3 separate regions of the Zea mays genome follow, and regions 2 and 3 are each linked to region 1. Evidence: chromatin contacts called from public Hi-C data. All regions are on one chromosome and are shown on one strand. The core of a region is the stretch at or near the end of the contact, and the rest is flanking DNA. Distances in the headings are between cores, read along the strand shown. Region 1 holds the start of LOC100191243. Region 2 holds the start of LOC100381556. Region 3 holds the start of LOC103651104 (protein MICRORCHIDIA 6).

Region 1 (4,411 bases), core at 1,327-3,826:
ACGGAAAGTAATGGAGTGTGTTTTGAAATGCGAGGATAGCGAAGGGGCATCTTACTATACTTCTTGCGCTCATGGCGCTTAGAAGTGGCGGATGCCGATTCCGAGCCGGAGGTGGAGGGTGACGAAGAGTCGGTCTCGTAGTAGACCACCTTCTTCATCTTCTTCTTGTCACCCTTCCGTTGGGACTTGATGGAGGAAGAGGATTCCTCCTTTGTGCTTGTGGACGGACTCCCTTGAGTGCGTTTTCCCCGAGCTTGTGGACTTGTCGCCGGTCCCTAGCTCCCTCTTGGCGGATGCTCCCGACATCACTTCGAGCGGTTAGGCTCTAATGAAGCACCGAGCTCCGATACCAATTGAAAGTCGCCTAGAGGGGGGGTGAATAGGGCGAATCTGAAATTTACAAACTTTAAGCACAACTACAAGCCGGGTTAGCGTTAGAAATATGAACGAGTCCGAGAGAGAGGGCGAAAAACAAATCGTGAGCAAATAAAGAGTGAGACACAATGATTTGTTTTACCGAGGTTCGGTTTTTGCAAACCTACTCCCCGTTGAGGTGGTCACAAAGACCGGGTCTCTTTCAACCCTTTCCCTCTCTCAAACGGTTACTTAGACCGAGTGAGCTTCTCTTCTCAATCAAACGGGACACTAAGTCCCCACAAGGACCACCACACAATTGGTGTCTCTTGCCTCGGTTACAATTGAGTTGATCACAAGAAAGAATGAGAAAAAAGCAATCCAAGCGCAAGAGCTCAAATGAACACAAGTCACTCTCTCACTAGTCACTATTTGATTGGGAATGATCTATGGACTTGGGAGAGGATTTGATCTCTTTGGTGTATCTTGTATTGAATGCTATAGCTCTTGTAAGGTGTAGGAAGTCTGAAAACTTGGATGCAATGAATGCTGGGTGGTTGGAGTTATTTATAGCCCCAACCACCAAACTAGCCGTTTGGTGAAGGCTGCTATCGCATGGCGCACCAGACAGTCCGGTGCGTCACCGGGCACTGTCCGGTGCGCCTACCACGTCACCCAGCCGTTGGATTCTGACCGTTAGAGCTTCTGTCTTCTGGGCCACCGGACAGTCCGGTGGTGCACCGGATAGGTCCTGTAGACTGTCTGGTGCACCTTCTGACGCTGCTCTGACTCTGGCGTGCACTGTAGCGCATTTAATGCCTTCTGCAGACGACCGTTAGCGAGAAGTAGCCGTTGCTCCGCTGGCACACCGGACAGTCCGGTGCCCCACCGGACACTGTCCGGTGCTACACCGGACAGTCCGGTGAATTATAGCGGAGTGGCTCCCAGAATTCCCGAAGGTGAGCAGTTCAGAGTTGGAGTCCCTGGTGCACCGGACACTGTCCGGTGCGCCAGACCAGGGGACACTTCGGCTGACTTTTCCTCTCTATGTTTGGATCCTTTCTCGGTCATTTTATTGGTTTGTTGTAAACCTTTGGCACCTGTAGAACTCATAATCTAGAGCAAACTAGTTAGTCAAATTATTTGTGTTGGGCAATTCAACCACCAAAATTATTTTAGGAAAAGGTGTAAGCCTATTTCCCTTTCAATTTTTTACAGGGAATTTGGTTTGGAAAAGATAAACCGATGTAATACTCTGATTGAACTATGTCAAAGAGTAGCTAAGGAGGTAGGGTGGCAGATTTTAAGCTTTGGGAGCAATTTGCTATTCTGATAGTTGTTATTATACTCCTCAGTCGTCTTGCAATTGTATTTTTACCTTTCGTTTTTCAATTTTATGATTTTACCTCTTTGTTTTGAAAACAAAACTCTATCACACCTTGCGCCGTTATATGTAGTTGACGGGGTTAAATCTGTTGTGCAAAGACAACATATCCATGCATTTTAATTTTATTATAATTTTACCCTTCATTGTATTATGTAAGTGTGATTCTATCTTTGTTAGGGTTGCGTCCACACAAAAATAAAAAAGGGTAGTTCAGACATTTGACCTATTTCTTTTCACATTTCAAAATTTTAATTATTAATTCTAATTTTTACTAACGACATTGAGATAGAGGCCAAGCAGTAGCTTTATTTTTAAAATCAATGGATGAAATTACAAAATTAAAAAAGAGGATAAAATCACAATTATAAAACTAGTGAAGGATATAACCATAGTTGTCTCTTTTGCTATCGGCGTAGATGAAATAATTAGAGTGTAAATGGTACAGATATTATACGTATTCAAATTTAATCCATTTAAAAAGACTGAAATCTAATCCGTATTTGAGTCCGGATACTCAGTATTTCATTCTATCTATATTCTCAAAGGTAGATATTTGAGATGTCGATATCCTTCAAATCTTATACGAAACAATTTAATAATATCTGTATTTAATTCAAAGTTGAATAAAAAAATATATAAAAACAAATATAGAATAAATAGTATCCGTCCGTATTCAATACGATTACCCATAAATAATAAATAATAGTAAAGAGCCAACAAATCAATTTTATTTCTGCCTTTTGCGACTTTGGAGTAATGCGACTTTGGAGTAACAGATGTCAGTAAAAACGACTTGAGTCACTTCCGAGCCTCCGGCGAAAGAGACGCCGAGATCTACACATATCCTCGAGAGCCACTTTCGCCAAGGTCCCCATAGGCCATAGGTTGCCCTGCGGGTTTTACAAAACAAGAAGAAAAAAAATCACCTGCTCAACGGCGGCATCATCGGCAAGACGGCGGGTTTCTGTACCAATCTCAGCCTGTGCGTCCTTCTCTTTCCTTCTCTCTCTCTCTGCGATTGCTTGCTTGCTTTTACGGATATTCTAAGCTCATTTTTCTGTTGTCGAATTGAAGTTTCCGTGAATTCTAGATGGGAAACGGCGGCGATGGATTTTCTTTGTAGCCTGTCTGGGATGCCTTTCCTATGTCCTATAATTAGAAGTGATTTCTTTCTTCCTCGACGAGTTTAGGGTGTCAAAACTTGCAGATTTTTCTTTGCCAGGAAGGGTATTGTGAATTGTGATCATATATTCACACAAATCCATCCGTGAATGCTAAGGAATAACGCTGGCGCTGAATTTTCCTTGTAGCCCCATGTCCTGGGCGGTTTCCCTTGAAGGCTTGAACTAGAAGGTGTGAAATCGTACGGATGTCGATGGTGACCCACTCGCTGTCGCTGTGGATGACGACCCTCCACATGAGGGCGCCCACGTTGCTCCCCGCCGTAGTCGCGCTGGACGGCTTGGCGGCCGCGGTAGCCTGGTGGCGCCAGGGCGAGCGAGATCGTGAGGTAGTGGCCAATAGAAGACGGCACGGCGGCGGCACGCGGCCATGCGGGCGCAGTGAGACTCGATCCCCGTCGGCGGCGGCGTGGAGGTACGTCAGCAGCTTGTTGAGGCAGATCCGGTAGTAGCAGGTCGCGGTGGGCGAGTGCACCCCGGAGCCGGACGACCAGGACCGGTGGGCGGCGAGGACGAGCGCGCGAGATACCAGATTACGAAGCATAACAACTAGGCGCGCCGTGTACAGCAACGGCCAACCAGAACTACAATAACACTCTGAACGCAACAGACCCCAGACTTGAGCAAAACAACCAACTCAGACCTTAACAAACTAAAGAGCAGGTCCAAAGGACCAGAAGAAACAAGAAAAGGCTGAGCTGCACTACTGGGCCTCCCATCCGGGAATCCAGGTTTAGAGAAGAAAGCAAACAAAAGACAGGTCTCCCATATGGAAGTCCCCAACCCCACACAGTTATAGACGGCCCCTTCAATTTCTAGACGAAAAGTTTCTCGACAGAAAACCTGTAACCATTTTTTCACTGTGTTGACCATGTCTTCCAAGAGCTTGACATTGGCCCCCTTCACTAGTTTGCGCCATTACTGTAGTATGACAAAGATCTTGCAAAAAGCCTCATTAGAAGAATTCATAAATCATTTTTCTATAGCCATTTTGTTACTTATTGTCCCACATCGCAATTGAAAATTTAAAAAGTTTAATCTAGTATTTTTTTGTCATGAATAGCTATTAGCTGATCAAAGACTTCCTGGACATATTTTGGTGTATTATCCCAACTTAATGCCTCTTCGAAACAGCTCCATATAGTCTTAGAAAGACAACAGTTGAAGAAAATGTGGTTAGTAGTTTCAGGCACTCCACACAGGCAACAGTTTGTGTCCCCCTTGCATTTCTTTTTACCTAAGTCCACACCAGTTTGGATCTTATCTTGAATCAATGAAGATTTTAATTTTCATTGGAGCTTTGTTTTTCCACATCTTTTTCATTTTTTTGTCAGCCATTCCCCTGAACATAAGTTCCTGTACATGGATTTAGTTGAGACTTCTCCATACTTTTCAAAAACCCAAGTAAAGGAATCCTCTCCATTATCATTATGGATATGGATGTTCTCCAAGGTACCCATAAGCTTCTCCCACTGCTTCATGTCCCCCA
Region 2 (4,411 bases), core at 1,206-3,705, 230 kb before region 1:
TCACTAAAAATCCAAGAAAACTGCACTAGATATAATTCACGCAAAGTATAAGTTCAAATAGCTAGCATACGTTCAAATAGCTAGCATACGGACAGCAGGTAACCAATTACCATCTGTCCCGAATTGGTAGCCAAATTCACTTCTGAACCTTCAAGCCAAAACCGTAATCACCATTCTTTCAACCAATAGTTTTCATAACATAAACAAATATTTTCAGAACCAAAATAGTACATAATGACCATACATAAGACTTTAGTTTTCATGACAGAATAAAATAGAAACGTAAGCTACAAAGATAAGTAGGTAAGAGATGGCTTTGGTCTTCATGTCAATGTGATAATTTCAGTCTTCTCGACAGTGCTTTCAGTCTCCTACTCTCCTGGACCCCGGTCTTCACGGTAGCAGGAAATGCAGCATGCACAAGACAGGGAAACATAACCAAGGAGATCATCCATTTTCCTTTTCCGTGTCAGCTTCATATGTTGCTTCCACTCAGCACTCTGCAAGTACCAAGTAACACCAATGTAATGGCTTGGAGATATATAATCTAGTTGGTTGTCCAGCCATCCTTCATCACCATTTTGCCCTCTAATTATGTTGTGAAATGTAATGGCTGCAGCTGCGATCTTGATTTGATTTTCTATGGGATGGAATGTGTCTACTTTTAGAATTGGGAACCTTTTCTTAAGAACACCAATGGCCCTCTCTATATGGTTGCGGAGAATTGCATGGCGATGATTGAATAACTCTTTGTAGTTTGCATAACCACTTTGTGATGAACGACTCCTCCTAAATTGACTGAGATGGTATCGAACACCTCTGTATGGTGCAATGTATGATGGTGTATTTGCATACCCACCATCTACAAGATAAAACTTTCCTTCTGGCACACTAAATCTTTTGCTAATAGCAGATCGAAGCACCCCTGCGTCTGATGCCGACCCTTCCCATCCACACGAGACAAATGTAAAATTGAGATCAAAGTCGCAGACTACCATAACATTGTGTGAAAGAGTTCCTTTTCTATTTCTATATGGAGGGGCCCTATCTTCTGCGATAGTGATGGATACATGTGTGCCGTCAATGGCACCAAGGCAATTCTGCATTAAAGGAACAAATATGAAAATATGTTGAGGACATGTGGCAATTAGCATAGGATAATTGTGTGTTTGCAGTTGTAGCTCACCTGAAAAAAGGGCATGAACCTAGAATCTGTTGCAATCCTAGCATGAGTTTGAACTGAGCTAGGAAGCTTCACAAATCGTTGAGTTAGTATGGGAACTATCTCAAAAACTTCAGATATTTTTCGATGGATAGTCTCTCCACTGTGTTGAAAAGCCTTTTGTAGCATTTGGTTACTGGCGTTGTGGGAGATCATATACATGAACATCCCAAGTTGCTTCTCAACACTAACTCCTCGTGTGTCACGTAGTAAATTCTCCCTTCTAAGAAAATTTGACGTGGCTTTGAATATTTCCTTTTCCATTCTAAACTCAGATTTGCACCAGCTCTCATGCCCTTCAAGAATTTCTTTAACCTTTTTAGCACCGGTGAGGGAGGATGTGTGGATGGGTCTTTTCTCTTCCGAGAGGTATGGGATTATAGCAGGGAGAATAACAAAGAATAGTTCATCATCATCTTCCTCCTCCTCCAACAAAAATTGCCTAACATTCTCCTCCCAAGAACCCATTATCTAGAAACATAAATTTTAATCATGGACTTATATAGATGTGCTACCTATCAATATAACATATAAAACTGATGCAAATTAAGGAAACAAATTGGAACAAAATATAGTCGTGACAATGTGAAATATAGACTTCAGATTAATGGTCGTGGGGAGTCGGGGGTGGTGTGGGGGGCAATATAATGCCGGCAAGGAGATCCAGGACGAGGAGCATATATATGGATATGAAATGTCTGTAAGCAGGGGTGCTACTCAAAAGCTCGAAGCAGCAGCTTCCAAGAAGTGAATTGAAATCTGGTTGGGTGTATTGGGGCGGGCAGGCAGCAGGCAGTTTGATCACGAGCAGACACTGACAGGATGGCGACGACCTCTAGTCTAGCTCCATGTGACAATGTGCGACCTGTGCTCAGTGTCGTCCGAAAGGCACCGCGCTCGCTCGCTCCAACTGCAATGCCGCCGTCGGCCGCCCGTCGCTTTTGGTAGCGCCTGTGATCGCTTTTGGTAGCGCCCGTCACTCCAACTGCAACTGCAACGGCGTGATCGATAGGAGGCGAGACAAGTCTAGATCTGGTAGGGTTCGACGCACCTGTGATCTGTCAGGTTGTGATCTGTCAGGGTCTGAGGCTGCTAGCGCCCAGGTCCTTCGCCGCCCAAAGCACGACCACCTCCTTCCAACTCGTGTTCGTCGCGCGTCCCAGAAATCACTGGCGGAGGGGGCAGCGACGGAGATCGCACAGCGCCGCCATTCGCGAGAAGAGAAGACGAGACGAGGCCAGAGGGATAGTGGCCCGACGTCAAGAGGCCGGGCGTCTTTCCACGCGTAAGTTGGACTCGAGGCGGGCTGAGTTCCCCACGGAGCCGCCTTCCAAACAAGCCAAAAATCAAGCCCGTGGAATCTTGTCACGTGGGCTGCTGGCCCAGGGAAAATGCTGGGTTCCCGACGGGGAAACGGGCTGCGAAACCAGCCCTTATGGGTCGGTTGGATCCCTTCATTTTGAAGGAATTGAAATTTACTTAATAAACTAATTAATAGAGTAGGTTATTTAGTTTGGAATTTGATGTTCCACCGCTTTCCCAAGTTCAGGTGTGAAAATTGATTTTATGTATCACTAGTTTATGTTTCTATTCTGCAACTTATAATATGTTACTCGGCTCGCTCCCGGTAATAGAAATGTAGCATATAAATATCTCACACATATGATCAACAATAGTATACAAATAAATTCTATATAAAATTATATTAACTTAATTGATCTATGCCTAAATTAGGATTATTATTTTCTCGTTCTTTGTTTTCCCCACTGTGGATGTGCAGGGTCGCCCTAAGGGTGTTACTCCCAAGTTTAGCTTGGCTCCCCTTGTACCAAGGTTGTCTGAATTTCTAGGTATACAGGTACCTTTTGCTTTCACAATGATACAAATATCAAAATTAGAGCTCATCTATTGCTTTATTTATGTTGAGTATATCGTGTGCACATGCACAAATAGGTGATAAAGGCAGATGATGTTGTTGGACCAGAAGTTGAGAAATTGGTGTCTGCATTGCCAAATGGTAATGTTGTGCTCCTTGAAAATGTTAGATTCTACAAGGAGGAAGAGAAGAATGACCCAGAGTTTGCAAAGAAGCTTGCCTCTTTAGCAGATCTTTATGTGAACGATGCCTTTGGAACTGCTCACAGAGCACATGCGTCAACTGAGGGAGTTACCAAGTTCTTGAAGCCCTCAGACTAGCTCCAACAATGAGCTCTAAAGGGTCCTGTACCCTAAATTTAGAGGATGAAGACGTCCTCTACCCCTCCAGCAGCGTCCTCTAAACGGTCCTCTAAATTTAGAGGACGCTGCTGGATCCTCTATGTATAGAGTTCCTCTAAACGGTTCTCTATCTATTTGAATACTTTAAACAACCGTTTTAGTAAAACTAAAATATGTACAATACATTTGAGAGTATGACAAACACGTATGTACAAAAATTTAAAAATAAAAATGTCTTTAATATATGTATTTACATATAGGGGACGTGATTTAGAGGACGTTGTTGGAGAGGAAATAAATATAGGGGGTAGAATCTTTTAGAGAAGACTGTAAAGGACGAATATAGAGGATGTATATAGAGGACGTTGCTGGAGACAGTCTCAGTCGCAGGGTTCCTTTTGCAGAAGGTTTGTGTATTTTATGTCAATATATGAATCCTAACCATGAAAAGTTTAAAGAGCAAATGCTATTATTTCCTTTTATTTTCCTGTATTTCTCTTACATGCACAGGTTTGTCTCTTCAGTTTCCTGATCTTCTACACAAAATAAAAATAGCAGGAGCTTGATTACCTTGTAGGAGCTGTTTCAAACCCCAAACGACCATTTGCTGCTGTTATTGGTGGCTCCAAAGTGTCATCTAAGATCGGAGTTATTGAATCACTATTGGAGAAATGTGACATCCTTCTTCTGGGTGGTGGTATGATCTTCACGTTTTACAAGGCACAAGGGCACTCAATAGGTTCTTCCTTGGTTGAAGATGACAAGCTTGAGCTTGCGACCTCTCTCCTTAGAAAAGCAAAGGAGAAGGGTGTCTCCCTTATGTTGCCATTCGATCTGGTCGTCGCTGATAAGTTTGCTCCTGATGCTAGCAGTCAGGTTGGTTACATTTTTATTTCTAGTATTGTTATCACGGCATGCATGACACTTAAGAGAAAAAAACTAGCTGCTCTTGTATGCTTGTAGTGATGGTCT
Region 3 (4,411 bases), core at 527-3,026, 140 kb before region 1:
TTAAGGGTGTTAGGAGAGAGACACGCTTGGCCCCTGCCATCTCCCACGACTCTCTTCTTCCTCAGCCCTTCTAATGACGGCCTCTAAATTTGGGGTGTTATTCCCAAAGACTCAACTATTTCTATGGTTCCAAAGGGTCCAAAATCCAAGGAAGATTAAGGTATTAAGTCCCTTTTCAGCAATACCTTACACCTAGAGGTTGATGAAATTCCTCGCAAATACACATCCAATTAACAGATGGTCTATGGACCCATGTTCTTGATCAAAGCGAACATCGTTCCAGGTGTTCAAGCCATTGTTTTTGTAACTGGTCAGATAACCACATAAAAAACTTACAGTTCGATGGAGCCATGAGTGCCAAAGTCTCACACAAAGTTCAAACTGGACTAATCTAATGAAAATGCTTTCATAAGTAGCTTTAGCTTAGTGTTTGCCATCAGTTGCAAATCTGAGAATGTGTTTGTCCTCCCCTTCTTGGTGCAGCTCGATCGTGCATCGTGCATAAGACATATTATGCACGATCGAGTTGTAGCTCGACAGTACCTCATGATGACAATACCTCACGATAGGATGAAAAAATGGCAGTGTGCTGCTAGGGGTGGTAATGGATCGCGATCCAAATGGTTATTCACAAAATGGTAGGGCCCTAAATAAATTCTAGTTCAAAATGAATGGAAATAGGGTCCGATCCTTGAATTTTATAGTATAAAATTTAGAGCTCATTGTCACCCTTATGTGCTGCAGTTCGAGGAGAGAAACAAGCCAAAAGTCCGACAATTATTATTATTTACTTTAGATTTAGATGCCATCTTTCATGAATAATTAGATCATAATTTATCAATTAGCTCAGATGACGAATGGACTAGACTATCTTCAATCATATCCTCTATATGCCTTCTTTATAGTCTTATTAAAAAGATTATCTCCTTTATATCTCATTCTTCTTCTTCTTTATACTTACCAAAAACCGTATATAGAAATCGTAGCAATACACGAGCAATAAGAGGACAAAGAAAAACAAATATGAAGAAGGCACAGGTAAACCATATCTTTCAAGAACAAGAGAAAATAACAGCAAACACGCTCTAAAAGACAAAGGAAACTGAAAGGGGAGTCAGGACGCTGCATCGAGCCTGTTCTTCATACACTCTAAAAGAAAAAGGAAAAAATATTACCTCTAGAATGCAGTTCAATCTTTTTTTCCCTAGTTGCCTTTCAACTGCAGTGCTGTAGATAAATCGTATAAAAGAAAAGGCTCCAAGACTTTGAATGGTCTTGGTATGAACAGATCGTTTTTCTTCTTGCCTTCCAACTGCAGATCCTACTTTTGATATGGATCACATCAACCAACCCCAAGGCTTTTAAGGGATTTTTATATGACCAATCCTCCGATATGTCAATCGCTTGTGGCAGATGACAAAACAAAACCCTAGCACCGCAAACATGTGCTCCTCTGACGGTGGGCACCATAGAATCCAAGTTGCATATTTATAGGATAGGAAACCGCCCTAGATATTTTCGTGGTAGGAACTAACTCCAGATCTGTTCAAGAATCTGAGGGGATAAGCAGAATCCAAACCTCTGCTTGGAGATGAATCTATAAATAAATAAAATCCGGAAGAAAAGGACCAAACGGGCCTCTCTGCTGCAGCAGTGTGGCCTTATCGGCTGGGCGGCCCACATGCGGCCCTACCGTCCCGACCCAATGCTAACGCTGGGCCCAGCCACCGGCGGCCGGTCACCGCCACGGTTCAGCGCTCCCGCCTGTCCTGGTTGCCGACTCCCGGCGCGCTCCGTTCGAAGGCATCTCTTCGCGCGCCACGCGCCTAGCGCATGCCGAGCCACCGTGATCGTGCCCGACCACGTGTGCTCCACCCGCGCTCACACCCCGCCCTGCGCCCCGTCCAATCTTCTCCCACAGCAACTCGTTCCTTCCCCGCATCCCTTGCCGTACTTCGACGTCCGCACGGTCTCGGCCGCTCGCTGATAAATAAACGCAGTGACCAGTGACGCGCACGGATCAATCACGTAAAGGCGAGACCGCAAGGACACCGAGCTACTTCGAATACGAATACGAGCTCAGCCTGTTCCGAGATGGACGACGAGAGCGAGGCGAGAGCAATGCCGCGGCGGCCCACGCCGCCGTCGCCACCCCCGTGGGAGGCGCTCCACCTCGTCGCGCCGTTCCTCGACGCCGCATCCCTCGCGGCGGCGTCCTGCGTGTCCACCTCGTGGCACACCGCCTTCGCCGCGGACGACCTCTGGGCGCGGCTCTGCGCGCAGCACTTCCCCTCCGCGCTGGGCCTCCTCCCCGACACCGACAGCGACCGGCGGTGCTCCTCCCCACCCCACCGACGCCTGTTCAAGCTGTTCCGCTCCGCGTCCGTCCGCTGCCGCGCGCTCCCGGCCCCGCGCCTCGCCCTCGCGGACGTCTCGTTCGCCGTCGACGTCGTCACGGCCGGCGGCGACAGCACGCTGTCCTTCCTGGTAGCCGCGGACAAGGCCGCCCACGTCGAGAATTCCGCGGGGCTGTTCCTGTTCGGGGTCGACCTGAGCGGTCGGAACGGGGCGATCGGGCCAGGGGAGTGGCGCGTCAGGTGGACGGCGGTGCGGACGGCGGCGCGCCGCGGCGAGGAACCCGCGGCGGTCCTGATGATGGACGCCAAGGTGCCGGCGGCAAGGGCGGCAGGAGCCGTCGCCTTCGGCGGCAGAGGTGAGGCGGGGGTCTCGGCGAGGCTGCCCGCGCCCGGCTGCGGCGGCGCCAAGCTGGACGCGGAGGTGGTGGTAGAGCTGGCTGGGGAGGAGAAGGCCGTCGGGAAGGTGAGGCTCGGAGTGATGTGCGAGTGTCGGTACGTGTGCGCCGACGAGGGGCTCCGGTACCTGCAGCATTTCCTCGTGTGATGTAAAACGCACGTGATTCTTCGATGATCTCGTGCACGCGGTCGAATGAGAACTCCGCTTGAGGGAAGCAGAGTAGTGTAGCTGTGGAGGTAGTGCAATGAACTGAACCCCGAAGTCTCATTTGTTGTTTTCGCCGTTTAATAATGGTTTCATCTTGTAGTTGTTCATATACTTTTTCGGACATCTTTGTGTGTGTGTGATGATTCTCAGATTAAAGCATCTTCAAGAGTTCTCAAAACATTATCCTATTCCTTTCCAATTCTTGGTTTTGTATTCCAGTTCTTGTTTTTTTACAATATCCAAAAAAACATCTCTATCCTGATTCCTGACAGCCCAGTCAATTCTTGTTTGTTTACAATATCCAAAAAAACATCTCTATCTTGATAAGTTCGAACATACTCCGTTGATCATCTTGGTGAGCCTTGTCTTTAATCCATATTGTTTTTACTACTTCTACATTATTTTTGTTTCTATAAAGGCTTTAATTCGAAATCTGTATCGACTTTTACTACTACTACACTATTTTTGTCTCTACGAATTAGAGTTAGAGTTAGGCTTTAATCAAAGTGTGTCAATCTCAAGTGTGTGTCTCCAGTCTCGGCAGAGTTGAAACGTGTTACACTGTCATGATATATCACATCATGATCCTACCGATTCAGCTTACCTACGTTAGGTCAGATGGAGTTTATCGATGTGTATTTAGAGTTTTAGACGTTCCACTACTGTCCGTAGATAATGGTTCGGTTAAATACGTTGTTTCATATGCTGTCCGTAGGTAACGTTCGGTTACCTGCATTCGGTCAGATGGGATATATTGATCGTGCATTCAGACGTTCGGTCTGATGGAGTCTACTGATTGTGTTTTAGTCGTGTTACACTTACACCACGACGACCCTGCCGCTGCCGACGCAGACTACTCGGTTCTGTTCTGCAGCCACAGATGCAGACTACTCGCGCTCGGCAGCCGCATGGAGTCTGTCTGTACGTGACGACGCTCGGCGGCCGGATACTACGTGTTCAGGGCACACGAGGTGATATGCGACGGTGTTGTATACTGTAGTTTTTTCTCTCTGAAAGTGAACCTCTCATCCAAACAGGACTCGATGTTGGGCTTCCCAGGCCGGACGTGGGAACAACAAACGCGGGTACACGTAAGGATTTTTCTGAGGAGAAGAGGACAGGACAGAGTGTTTAGGGTGTTTGGTTTGAGTAATAAGTAAGACATTTTTTTCACTTTTCACTCCTTACTTTTTAAAAAGTTTAGTTTGTGCAATGAAATGAGTTGATTTATCACCATCTCGTTCCTTATAATTAGTTAGTATTAGTATTAACACGAGTGCAAGATGATAGACTCATGATGTACTACCTCATGTTGGATAGTTTGATTCCTCAAACCGAACAACTCTAGTACTTTAGCACAAATAGAGATGGCTAAATTGACCGCCCGGGCCGGTCTGGCCCGGGGCCGGTGAAGCCCGGCCCGTTTTGGGCCCGGCCCGCCAGGCACGGT

What was found. A called contact is a pair of places that touch in the nucleus more often than the background predicts.
Region 2: a contact with region 1 is called in a Hi-C map of leaf, with 7 times the contacts expected there. The contact joins the promoter of LOC100381556 here to the promoter of LOC100191243 in region 1. A contact is called at or near these places in 2 of 25 Hi-C or Micro-C datasets (ear and leaf).
Region 3: a contact with region 1 is called in a Hi-C map of ear, with 5 times the contacts expected there. The contact joins the promoter of LOC103651104 here to the promoter of LOC100191243 in region 1. A contact is called at or near these places in 12 of 25 Hi-C or Micro-C datasets (bundle sheath, ear, endosperm and 4 more) and 1 of 3 datasets of contacts at active chromatin or transcription factors (leaf).

Annotation. Positions count from the first base shown.
Region 1 is chr3:193,145,453-193,149,863 of Zm-B73-REFERENCE-NAM-5.0, reverse strand. LOC100191243 reads left to right here and starts at 2,576. Exons shown (of 8, transcript NM_001136677.1): 1 at 2,576-2,723.
Region 2 is chr3:193,375,660-193,380,070 of Zm-B73-REFERENCE-NAM-5.0, reverse strand. LOC100381556 reads right to left here and starts at 2,455. Exons shown (of 3, transcript NM_001320890.1): 1 at 2,274-2,455; 2 at 1,187-1,693; 3 at 150-1,100. The coding sequence starts at 1,690. The coding sequence ends at 372. LOC100381624 (phosphoglycerate kinase) reads left to right here. Exons shown (of 4, transcript NM_001174441.1): 2 at 3,995-4,315.
Region 3 is chr3:193,289,387-193,293,797 of Zm-B73-REFERENCE-NAM-5.0, reverse strand. LOC103651104 (protein MICRORCHIDIA 6) reads right to left here and starts at 1,776. Exons shown (of 18, transcript XM_008676707.4): 1 at 1,176-1,776. It overlaps LOC100279082, which reads left to right and starts at 2,016. Exons shown (of 1, transcript NM_001152132.2): 1 at 2,016-3,133. The coding sequence starts at 2,095. The coding sequence ends at 2,901.